Linked DNA regions of Rattus norvegicus: region 1 is linked to region 2. A link is a contact called in public Hi-C data. All regions are on one chromosome and are shown on one strand. Each heading gives the region's core, a stretch centred on a gene start, on an enhancer-like site or on the middle of the called end of the contact. The rest is flanking DNA. Distances are from core to core; before and after follow the strand shown.

Region 1 (6,021 bases), core at 1,957-4,456, 85 kb after region 2:
TTGGAAGGGGAGGGAAGGGAAACTGTGGTCGGGATAGAATAAGTGAGAAAAGAAAAAAAAAAAACAATAAATAAAATAAATACATAAAAATTTCATAGCCACACAGTATAGTAGTTCACACTGTAAATGTTTTAAATATCTACCAACCTCTACACACAAACAAAAGGTAGAGTAGACGCACAATGAACTACTGAGTGGTATAGGTAGAGTAGACGTACAATGAACTACTGAGTGGTATAGGTAGAGTAGACGCACAATGAACTACTGAGTGGTATAGGTAGAGTAGACGCACAATGAACTACTGAGTGGTATAGGTAGAGTAGACGTACAATGAACTACTGAGTGGTATAGGTAGAGTAGACGTACAATGAACTACTGAGTGGTATAGGTAGAGTAGACGTACAATGAACTACTGAGTGGTATAGGTAGAGTAGACGCACAATGAACTACTGAGTGGTATAGGTAGAGTAGACGCACAATGAACTACTGAGTGGTATAGGTAGAGTAGACGCACAATGAACTACTGAGTGGTATAGGTAGAGTAGACGCACAATGAACTACTGAGTGGTATAGGTAGAGTAGACGCACAATGAACTACTGAGTGGTATAGGTAGAGTAGACGCACAATGAACTACTGAGTGGTATAGGTAGAGTAGACGCACAATGAACTACTGAGTGGTATAGGTAGAGTAGACGCACAATGAACTACTGAGTGGTATAGGTAGAGTAGACGCACAATGAACTACTGAGTGGTATAGGTAGAGTAGACGCACAATGAACTACTGAGTGGTATAGGTAGAGTAGACGCACAATGAACTACTGAGTGGTATAGGTAGAGTAGACGCACAATGAACTACTGAGTGGTATAGGTAGAGTAGACGCACAATGAACTACTGAGTGGTATAGGTAGAGTAGACGCACAATGAACTACTGAGTGGTATAGGTAGAGTAGACGCACAATGAACTACTGAGTGGTATAGGTAGAGTAGACGCACAATGAACTACTGAGTGGTATAGGTAGAGTAGACGCACAATGAACTACTGAGTGGTATAGGTAGAGTAGACGCACAATGAACTACTGAGTGGTATAGGTAGAGTAGACGCACAATGAACTACTGAGTGGTATAGGTAGAGTAGACGTACAATGAACTACTGAGTGGTATAGATCTTAGGGTTCAAACTCCATCTGAGAGAACCTAGGGTTGACCTCGAGTTAACTGACAAACTGGCACCCCAGGTTGCTCCCCAACAAATCTGCACCCCCAGGTTACAAGCCTGCCCCTGACACTTCACTTCCTGAGAACCGCCAATCAAGAAGAAAACAGGAGTTAAGTTTATGGCTTGACTCCCAGCTCTATCCAATTATGTTAAAGGCCATAATGGCCGCCAATCAGATGTGTGCCAGTCTAGAACCACCTTCTCGTCTCTATACATGCTTGCCTTAAACTAAGCTTACTGCTGTACCCTCCCGTTCTACTGCATTAGAAACTTTACTGCATCGAACTTCGAGCTTGAGTAAAGGGACCCTAATGTGATCGCATCGGCATTGGCTCCTTGGTGGTCTTTTTGGGGTTCATGAGCGTCTCCTGGCACAACACTACTATTTAGAAATAAAGATGGAATGATACATTCAACATGAGTGAACTTCACGTCACGTATTTGATCGTATTGATTCTTGCCATCTCTGAACATGCAGAAGTAAGAGGAAACACCCAGGAGAGCAAGGGCAGCAGCAGAGACTGACATAGGGTAAGGGAAGCGTTGGGGTGGTACGTGTCCTAAACTTGGATATTACTATTGTGCTGGCTGTACCACTGTAGACCTTTACTTAAACATCAACCACACAGCCTTATAATGGGTGAACGTGATACATAAATTATACTTAACGCATAGAGCAGAAAAATCCTAGAGGCTTTTGGGGGACATGCGTGTGTGCGTGTGTGTGCGTGCATGCGTGTGTGCGTGTGTGTGCGTGCGTGTGTGTGTGTGCGTGCGTGTGTGTGTGTGTGTGTGTGCGCGCGTGCGTGCGTGCCTGCTCATAGGAGAGAAAACACTCATGGGAGCTAGGTGTGAACCTGAGTGCATTGGGAAACATAGGTTTTCTGGGTCTGTGTATAGCTCTACCATATGCTAACCAGATGAGTTCCGTGACTTCTCAAACCTGTTTTGCACTTCGTGTAACCCTCGAGTAGTGAGCTTTGATGGCAGTGCAGGGCTAACCCCAGACCAAACACCACAGAAGACACTCGCTGGGGGGGGGGGGGGGATTCTGAACTGATAAGTTCTACAAAAACTCGAGGCATTGCCCTAAACGTAGACTCGTGGGCTCTCTGGAGGGTATTGTAGCAGAATTCTGAGACACTCTCTCACTGTCCGTAGGGGCCTTATTCATGAGGGACACACACACACACACACACACACACACACACACACACACACGCAGTCACAGACCATGTTTTCCAGTATTGATGTTGCCAGGATGGCTTCATGTGAGTGTACCACAGTTTCCCTCTCCGAGTCCCCAAGGTTGACCCCTCCTCCACGGTGGGTAGTCAAAAGAAGTCAGAAATGTCCTGTGTAATGTGATAATGACACAAACGGGGGTGGGGGGTGGGGGTCACGCTGGTCTAGCTGAGCACTATGTCTATGGGCTGGAATACAAGAGGAGTAGTCTAGCGGGAGGCCATGGAAAATTTCACAGCCCCAACCTGGCATTTAGGAGCTGAGCTGGAAAGTTGGGAACACAGGATGTTACTGAAAATGGGCAAGGCTGCTGCTACCTGAGGCCTTGGCAGGCTTCACCCCCTGCCAGTCACAGGAGGATGTTGGGTCATCAGGAAATAGGGATTTGAAATAATCCCACAGGAAGGTGTGAACAACAGAAGTAACTGGGGGCAGGGGAGCCCAGCAGGCTCTCAAAGATGGCATTGTGATAGATTCCCCCACCAATCCCCAACTCCAGTAACACATCCTGCGGGGGTGGGGGTGCTTTGAGGAGGGCAACTCTCTCCTGGCTCCGGATACTGGCAGCCAGCCTCCCGTGTAACTGCTTTAGTGGACACTTGCTATTTATTTTGGATTCCCGGTACACACTTTTACTTTTTTCTTGTAAACTCACTTGGATTGTTTTGGGAGGAATTTCCTCCTCCCAGTACAGTCTCCGTCAACACAGGCATACTGCCCTCCTCTGGTCGGTTACGGTCTCTCTTGGAACACCAAATAAGGATGAGTCATGGCCACACGGGAGAAAAGCTCGCTGAAGCCCTGACTCCAAGGCCTTCATCCAACCTAATTTCTAACGCTGGAACCCCAACCCTCCTCCAGCTTCCTAGCTGTTTTTCTCATCTGTGACCCCCTGACCCTAGTCTATTAAGCTGTTTAGCTAAAGAGGGCTGCGCTCGGTCTATTCTGAAGACACGGAATGGAAGGCAGTATGTTTGCTCGGTGCCATTTTCATGGATGTGCAAGGGGAAAGCGTCTGCCTCTAGCCATCCACCTTTGAGCTTTCTGGCTATGTGAATGAATCCAGGTGAGTCTGAAGCCTTCCAGGTGTCAATTTCCGATGTAAAATAGGAATGTGGTTGCTTTTCAGCGCAGTCATGATTATGCGTATTTCTGCCTCACTGGCCTGGAAACCTGTGAAGAACCAAAGGAGAGACACGAACACGATGGACCTATCCTTCACGGGTAATGCGTTCTCAGCACTGAAGAGAGACACTGGAAACATGTTTGGTAGTGTTACCAGAGAAGCTCCTGTCACTGAGAGAGTTAATAATAGTCCCCGAAGAATCTGGGAGGGGGATCTGGTGACCTTTCCCTCTACCTTCAGGATGTGTCTTTCTCGTCAACCACTCTGCATGTTGTAAGCATGCTCTCTTCATCGCCAACCTCTTGCGCCCACATGTTTGAACCTGTGAATTAGGACACGCCACAAACTTTCTGATCTCATGCAGCGCCTGCCTGTTGAATGTGAGACCTAGATTCAAACCCATTCCTTCTCACAGCTGGGCCAGTTGGTGGGGACGGTGGTCCTTAACCTGAGCATAAGGAAAGGCCACGGTTCACAGGCCCGGGAAAGGCACAGGGAGGCACTAACATCTTTAGAATTGACTGCTTCTCAAGCTAACAAGGTCGACATTGATAAAGCTGTAGTTAGAATCCAACCAGAGTAGAGGGTACTGACTAGCACTCTGCTGAGAGCATTGGCTGTGAGTCTGTCTGTGCCAGGACCTCTCATCTGGGGAAGTGAGTCTACATTCAAGGGAGTATTGAAGGCTATATACACATCGTTCTCCTCAACTCCTCCCCTGCCTCCAACTGAGAGCAGAGAGTCTGGTTGAAGCTGTGTGCTGCGAATCACCCCCCCCCCCCTTTGTCAGAGAGCTGTAGGAAGGTACAGCCAACTGGCCAACTCAGTCACATAGTCTCGAACTCCCCTCAGATCTGCCATCATGTTCATAGTCCTAATAACAAATGCACCCCTGACAATCTGCTCAATGTCCCCATAAGCCCTCCAGCCAATAACTTTCAAAAAGAAGAGGTGCGACCTCAATCTACTAGGTCAACAGTTCTCAACCTGTGGGTCTCAACGCCTTTGAGGGGGTCGAACGACCTTTCACAGGGTTCACATAGCAGATATCTTGCGTATCATATATTTACATTATGGTTCATAACAATGGCAAAATTAGTAGCAATGAGAATTAATTTACAGCTGGGGCCACCACATGAGGAGCTGCGTTAAAGGGTCGCAGTGTCGGGAAGGTTAAGAACTGCTGCCCTGGGTATTTCTCTAGCATCAGGTCTCAGAAGTGAGGAACCAAGAGTCAGCTCTCCAGGAAAAGCAGTCTTGGTTGACTTGCCATAATCCTGGCACACTGGAGTCCGTTCGACGTTCAGTTCCTGATGCATAGTCTTGGGACACGTTTAGACTTCTCCTCGAAAGTAGAGATTCCAGACTGTTCCTCTATCATGTTATCAAATCCTAGGGAATGCACCCCTGGTAAACATGCAAAACCACAAGAACCAGAGGAGAGCGAGGCTTTGTATTGATTATTGGGGACAGACAAAAGGACAGCAAGTGGCAGGTACTCTAGGATTCTGACAGAGTGGGAACACTGACACATGTTGTCACACAATATAATTTATAACAGATAATTTGTCACACAAAAGACCACAGTAAACAAATTTGTCTATGGAGTGGGTCCAATCGACATCTCTGAAAAGAAGTTCCTCTTTCCTCCCCACAGATCTCCAAAGCTGGAGGTGCCTTGTCCCCCAGACTCTTGTATGAATCAACAGCAAGAGAATCTTCTAGTCACAAGGGCTTGAAACATGACAGTTCGTTTCTGTTTCCCTCTTCCCCTGATGTCCACATCTGGTGCCTCTCGGGGTCCTTAAATTCTCTCTCCTCCACCTCATCCAGAAACAACAGTGTTGCCTTCCTGATAAATGGGAAAACTTGTATCATTTTCCTGGTTAGGGTTCCTGGGATGTCGCAGAACACCATCCGTGGAGCTGAAACCCAAACTCCTTGGCTAGCACCTGACATCTTTTGAGTTAGACTCAACTCCCATTTCCTTGCTCAAGTCTTGGTCCCCCACGTAGGAACATATTAACCATTGTTCCCATTGTATTTTAACGCCCTAGTGACCCATTAGGGACCTCGAAGTATCCTACTAATTAATCCATAGGTCCTGATGCACACCTTTCTAAACAGCCAGTGCACAGCCCATGTCTTCCAGCACTGGGACAGGGCTCTCACTGCCCAGTCACTTCCTCTAATCACCCTAGGGCTTTAATGCATTCCTAGGCCTTTGAGGTTGCCCGTCACAGCAGCTCAGCCTTGCCTGTCTCCTACCCATTCCTTCTTCCTGCCCATCCCTTCACGTGTCCGCCTCTTCTGCAACATACCAAAGATTTAAGGTCCTGGAAAGGAAGGGATAGTGGAAAGGTCACAGCAAACAGCTCCAAGCACAGCAAGCTTTGCGCCAACCAATAATCACCGAACGCCAGCCGTAGGCA
Region 2 (6,065 bases), core at 3,347-5,846:
GTGTAGGCAGAAGTACCGTTACTGACCAGGAAATCATGGCGCATTCTGGTTATAACTAGTTGAGACTGGATGTGTTTCCTAGTTTTCACAATATTATTCCCTTTTTAAAAAAAAATTGAAAAGGAGGTTGGTCGTAAGTTAGATATGTCATATCAGTCTCCCCCAGGATACTAAAAATCAAATGTTTACCCTGACAATTTCTAAGACCTTAGTGGTGACCCCCACAAGCATAGCAAGCCCCACCTCCCTCTCTTTTTCTCCTTCTCTCGATTCCCGCCCCCTCCCTGCCCCGTGAGTGAGCTCATGCATGCACATTTCGTGCACACAGATGGGTGGTGCTATTGATAGAACTCTAGGCATCGTGCATCATAGAGTAACTGCTCCACTACAGAGCTAAGCTCCCAACCCAGGAGAGTGTTTAGCTGTGTAGGGTCTGATGAATAGCTGGTCGGTTACTGAATGCCCAACACAGGCTGCTGTCACTAGTGTCCAGTAGAAATAATAATAATGAAAATCTCCTTTTTGTACCACAGCACAAAGATAAAATACCCGCTCTTAGTAGTTTTTCAAAATACAACTCTAAAATTCCCCCGAAGGACCGGCTCCTGAGTGATGGTGACGTAGCCCCCAGTTCCAGCTTCCAAATGCTGCCGGAAACACCAGCCTTCAAACAGTCACAGTATTTTTTTTTTTAAATCTGTCGATGTAAGAATTCTCTTTGATTTAAATGTTGTTTCTCTTGGAGAAGGCTTGTTTTTCCAAGCAAGTTAGGTCATTGAACTGGTAATACCAGGAAAAGAAAAAAATGACAGAAGACATTTTTTAAAAACAGAAACTATGGTTACACTTTTGTCTGTGCCTCCACTGAGTTTCTCATGGCTTGCGTATAGTTTTATCAGCAAATGCTATTTCATTCAGAAATTGATTTTAGGTCTCTCTCTCTCTCTCTCTCTCTCTCTCTCTCTCTCTCTCCCTCCCTCCCTCTCTCTCTCTCTCTTTCTCTCCCTCTCTCTCTCTCTCTCTCCCCCCCCACCTCTTTTTTTTCCGGAGCTGGGGACTGAACTCAGGGCCTTGCACTTGCTAGGCAAGCGCTCTACCACTGAGCTAAAACCCCAACCCCTTATCCCTACACCCTATTTGGAGCTTTGCAGAGAATTCATTCCTCTTGTAGGATGCTTCTATTCTCATTTAACAAATTAATAGTTTGCATCTTCCAGAAGAAGTTTCGATTCATTAAAACATTAGGCCAGAATAGCTGAGCGTTTTGGCTTCTCCTTAAAGCCAATGACTCCCTCACCTGAAGGCTGTGAGTGACTCTGTGATCCAGGGAATATTTAATCAGGTATACTGTGTGTATCGTACCTGATACCCTTTTACAGAAAATTGTTCTCTCGGCTTTGTAAAGACGCACTGTCGTCAAAGTTGTCAAGTTAATTAGTCATTAATTAGGTTATTTCTAGGACTTACTCGTAAAAGGGACAAACCAAGAGAAGTTGGAAACAAACTCCTTGTGAAAGCTGGGTGGTGGATTTCATTGTTTTATCCTATCAACTGTATATTTAAAAAAAGAAAAACCTGTAATTTGAACATTTTATAGACAATTAAACCAATGAGCAGTGAAGGTAAAAGAGAAGTGTTGGCATCAGAGTTGCCCCTGGGTGAGGTCCCGAGTGGCATCCCAGCACTGAGAGGGATTTGAAAGCAGGGGTGGGAAGAGGAGAGTGAACAACCTGGGGAGAACAGAGCTGTAACAGAGGGAGGGGCAGTGAGAAGCTCAGAAAGAGGCCCAGTCACGCTGGGGCTCCTGGACGACTCCAAGTTCCTTTTTTCCTTATGTTTATCATTTAAAAATGAATTCTCAGGGCTAGAGGGATAGATTAGCAATTAACAGTACTGGCTGCATTACCAGAAGACCCAAGTTCGAGTCCAGCACGCACATGGCAACTCACAGCAGTCTGTAACTCCAGTTCCACGGGATCTATGGGCCTGGTGCACAGAAATGCATTCAGGCAAAACACTCATAGGGTTAGAAATAAGTAAGTAATTTAATGGATTATTAAATTATACTGGCTTGATGCAAACTCCTCTCCCTTGGTGACAACGCTCCTGCCCAGTAGGTTTGGTAACCCCTGCGTTTGGGAGGCAGAGGCAGGGAAACCTGGGAAGAGCTGGCTAATTAAGATGAGCCACAGCTTGTGAACTTTGTACAGTGAGTGACCCTGCCTCAGTGAAAATAAAATGGAAAGAGATCAAAGAAAACACCAGACATCAACTTCAGGTCTCTGAATTCATACACACGCACACCCACACACATGTAAACATGCATAAACATCCAAAAAATGAAGTTTTAAAGATGGCTTTCTTGGCATTAAGTCAGTATCTGCCCAAGTGGTCCAGCACTGGCCGGCAATCTTGGAATCGAAAGATGCCTCTCCTTCAGAAAAGAATCAGACTGTAAGATGATCAAAGCTGTTTCAGCCCACCCTACTGGTACAAAAGTTCCCCACACAGAGCACAAGCAATTCTGTAAGATGTCTTGGCAAGGATCAGGAAGAGCTAACAGGCAATTTGCTATGGTAATTTCCTGGGGATCCTGTTGTTCTAAGAAGCAAGATGGCTGCTCAACTGTCACGTTGACCTCTAAGCTTCTTTTGCCAGGGCATCTTGCTTGAGGGGTCTTACATTTTGAGCACAGCAAAAGCAAGGTAATCTCCCCCTTTGCGTAAGGATGAAAGGTTGGGAGAAGAACTAGCTCCCTCATGTACCACAAAGGACAACGGCTTCCTACACAGGGTACAGGAAGCCATCTAAGAGACAGCAGCAAATGGATTCTCAAGGGTGTGTCAGTAAACTAGCTATTGAAGGAAGTCAGCTCAGCGTCAGACAGGGTAGACTTTGGTGTGTCCATTCTGACAGGAGCCACTCTTTAACTAACAGACTCCTGAACCTGTGGTCCCCAGAGGAATGGAATTCCCCTGGAACTTTCATACTGAGAGAAGTAGTCTGGGGTCCTGGTGCGAGACAGAGCGGTGGGGGGCTCCCAGAACGGGGTTCTCGAAGCTTTGGATAGTGTGCCTTTTGCAGGAGAGACTGATGAGTCAGCCAGGGACAGGTTCACAGCTTGACCAGGACTGCTTAGTCACGAATGCCCCTTGTCCTGTACTTAAACCTAACGATGGACTTGAGGCCACTACACCTCTTTATTTTTCCCGTTTCTCAGTGTTGGAAAAACCCTTTTCACTTGTCATCTCTTTAGTTGGCCTGAAAGGACAGGTGGCTGAGCTGTGAGAACTCAGGCCTTGACCCTCAAGCCCAGGAACGTGCGAAGTAGTGGTCACAATCTAATTTATTTATTTGTTGTTATAAATAAACATAAACAGTTTGGTTTTGATTTGGTGTTTGTTTGGTCTTTTGTTGTTGTTTTTTATTTGTTTGTTTAGTTGGGGTTTTTTGTTTTATTTTGTTTTGTTTTACAGATTCTTTCTATATAGTTCTGGCTGTCCTGGAACTCACAGAGATCTGCCTGCTTCTGCCTCCTGTGTATTTCTACTTTAAAGAAACCTGAATTTAGGGCCTTAAGAGATGGCTCATCCCTTGTGGCTCCTTTAGAGGACTGGAGTCCAGTTTCTGTCACCTACATTCATTTACTTGCTCACAACCACCTATAATTCCATTTCCAGGGGGTCTGACTGCCTCTGCCTTCCGTGGGAGCTCTCATGCACACGGCGTACATACACACAGACATGTGAGCATAAATTTCAAAAGGAAAAGAAATCCGAATTTGGAAAGAAAACGAACTTTTGCTTCCAAGATACAAGGAAGAATGGTCACCCTTGTTCCCGTTGGGAGAGTGAAGTTGTGTCATGTACTTCCTGGGTCAAGGAAGACCCAGTACTCAAAAAAAAAAAAAAAGTGAATGAAATTTTCTATAAGTTGAAAAAGATAATAAGCATACCCTACCATATAGAAAAAATACCACAAATTTCATCTATTTCCTTAGTTTTTGTTTCCCTATATTTACATAAATGGGAATCCTCTCCTCTGATTTGTGAGAGTCGTTCAATCCAGGAACAATCAACAGGTGGCAAATTCAGAGAGATTAGTGAGATAGACTGTTTTCCCTGAGATGATTTACTATCTCCATCACTAAAAGGAAGAAAAGAAACAGCTCGATGACTCAGGCCATTTAAGACGAAGCTTAGAGAGGCATAGAGGCGTTTCTCACGTTCCTTCGCAATGAAAAGTTCATCATGCCATCCTGGGCAATATGGCTTTTGTGTAGAGAGAGAGAGAGAGAGAAAAGACCCTTTGTTTACTGATTTTCTTGGCACAGGGTCTTCACTATGCAATAAGCTAATCCATTGTTCTAAAAATCTGGACAAGAACAGCACCCATTACTGTGACGAGCAGCGGTCAAGGAAGGCAAGAGATTCCATTTGAACTCAGGGTTAAAGGACGTGGCTCCAGAAATGTCTCTGGGCACCATGAAATGCAGCATTGGAGAAAAGGCTGACACTGCAGGGCTTGTTCCTTAAGAGGACTTGGGCTGTGCGTGACAGCAAACTGGGCTCGTTTGTGTTTGGTAATGAGTATAGACTGTGTAGACTGTAGCCCAAGTTCAGTTAATGTAGCTCACCAGCCAATATCAGCACGACCCAGGCTCTCCGCATCTGTGGGCTTTGCCAAACCTGAGTGCTTGGTGCCTCAGACCAGTTCTCTCCATGGATGTCAGATGGTCACAACAGCTTTCAGACATGTCTGGGTTCTGAGGAGAGAGCCTGTTTTCCACTGTGTATCTCTATAAGATACTATGTTTCTCCATAAGTCTTCCTGTAGGGCCTCCCTCTTGTCTCTTTATTCTTTCAACTTTTGTCAGTGTCTGGCATCAAATCCTTGTCTTTCTACATGCTAAACCAGCACCCAACCACTGAGCTATCCCCAGGCTTCTTCCCTCATGACTTACTGACGTTTTGTCTCCTGTCTATATCCCAACCAATGCCAGATTGGAGAAAGATCAGTGAGAGTACACGGCACTTCTGGGTATGAAGCCTCCTCCGAAGTTCACAGCTAAATAAGGAGATGGACATGAACAAAACTAGGGAGGGGTAGAAAGGAAGGAGAGGAGGTGTGAGCCATCAGCAAACATTGCTTCTCGTAAGAGCTGAGCTGTTCTCCAAGAGGCGGTGTCCCAGACAGCAGACACAGTCTACCAAATTTCAGAATATTGTGCCAAACTATGTAAGGCAAGTCCTTCTCCTATGAAGGCGTATACATATGTGTGCACACGTGTGCCGTTAGTTTTTATTCCCATTACCAGTTGATTTACATGTTTCCTCAATGTTTTCGGGAAGAGACCATGGACTGGGATATTTTTGGAATTTTTACCTTTCTGACCAAGTCTCTCTGCTGCTTTCTTTAACCAAAGACAGATGATGGTTAGACAGAAAATCCACATACATGATCCTTCTCTGTCCAGTCTGTAGGCATGACTACAATGTTTTCTGGAGTAAGCGTGGCAGGAGTTACTGTTCCTTTGTTCTGTTGTAAATAAGACCTTATTCCTTTTTGATCCTTTCTTAAAAACATGGGCTGCACCATTTCTTTAGTTTGGTATGCAGTGACCTGGCCACCTACTCGAGGAATCTCCGTGATGTCTTGTTTTCCTGTCTCTTGGCCCCATCCCTTTCACACGCACTAATTTGAATTGGGCTCTCTGTCCTCTGCTCCTTATTGTCTTCTTTCCAACACCGAAACCTTATCTTTTCCTCTGTGTTATAAAGAATATCTTCACTGTGGTCTCCAGACTTCCTTTCCAATGTGCCCAGGGTTTCTCCTCACTCACCGAGAACTGTACTATGCTCCTGGCTACTATTGTGTTAAACTTACTTGTCTGACCCACGTCACGTTGATACTGATGTGGTTCTATTATTGTCTTAGTTAGGGTTTTACTGCTGCGAACAGACACCACAACCAAGGCAAGTCTTATAAAGAGCAACATTTAACTGGGGCTGGCTTACAGGTTCAGAGGTTCAGTCCATCATCATCAAGGTGGCAGCATGGCAACA

The links. Hi-C and Micro-C count contacts between places; a contact is called where the count stands out from the background.
Region 1: a Hi-C map of Schwann cells shows a contact between it and region 2, with 5 times the contacts expected there. The contact joins two enhancer-like sites. A contact is called at or near these places in 4 of 12 Hi-C or Micro-C datasets (Schwann cells, kidney, liver and 1 more).

Annotation. Positions count from the first base shown.
Region 1 is chr14:2,931,550-2,937,570 of GRCr8, forward strand. No RefSeq gene overlaps it. Among named protein-coding and RNA genes, the nearest start is that of Cdc7, 35 kb to the right of the region's middle. Within about 2 kb of position 3,207, at least 9 of the 93 cell types and tissues checked have an H3K27ac peak or open chromatin away from gene starts, as enhancers often do. A contact at or near this core is called in Schwann cells, where this site is marked.
Region 2 is chr14:2,844,740-2,850,804 of GRCr8, forward strand. No RefSeq gene overlaps it. Among named protein-coding and RNA genes, the nearest start is that of Cdc7, 120 kb to the right of the region's middle. Within about 2 kb of position 4,597, at least 3 of the 93 cell types and tissues checked have an H3K27ac peak or open chromatin away from gene starts, as enhancers often do. A contact at or near this core is called in Schwann cells, where this site is marked.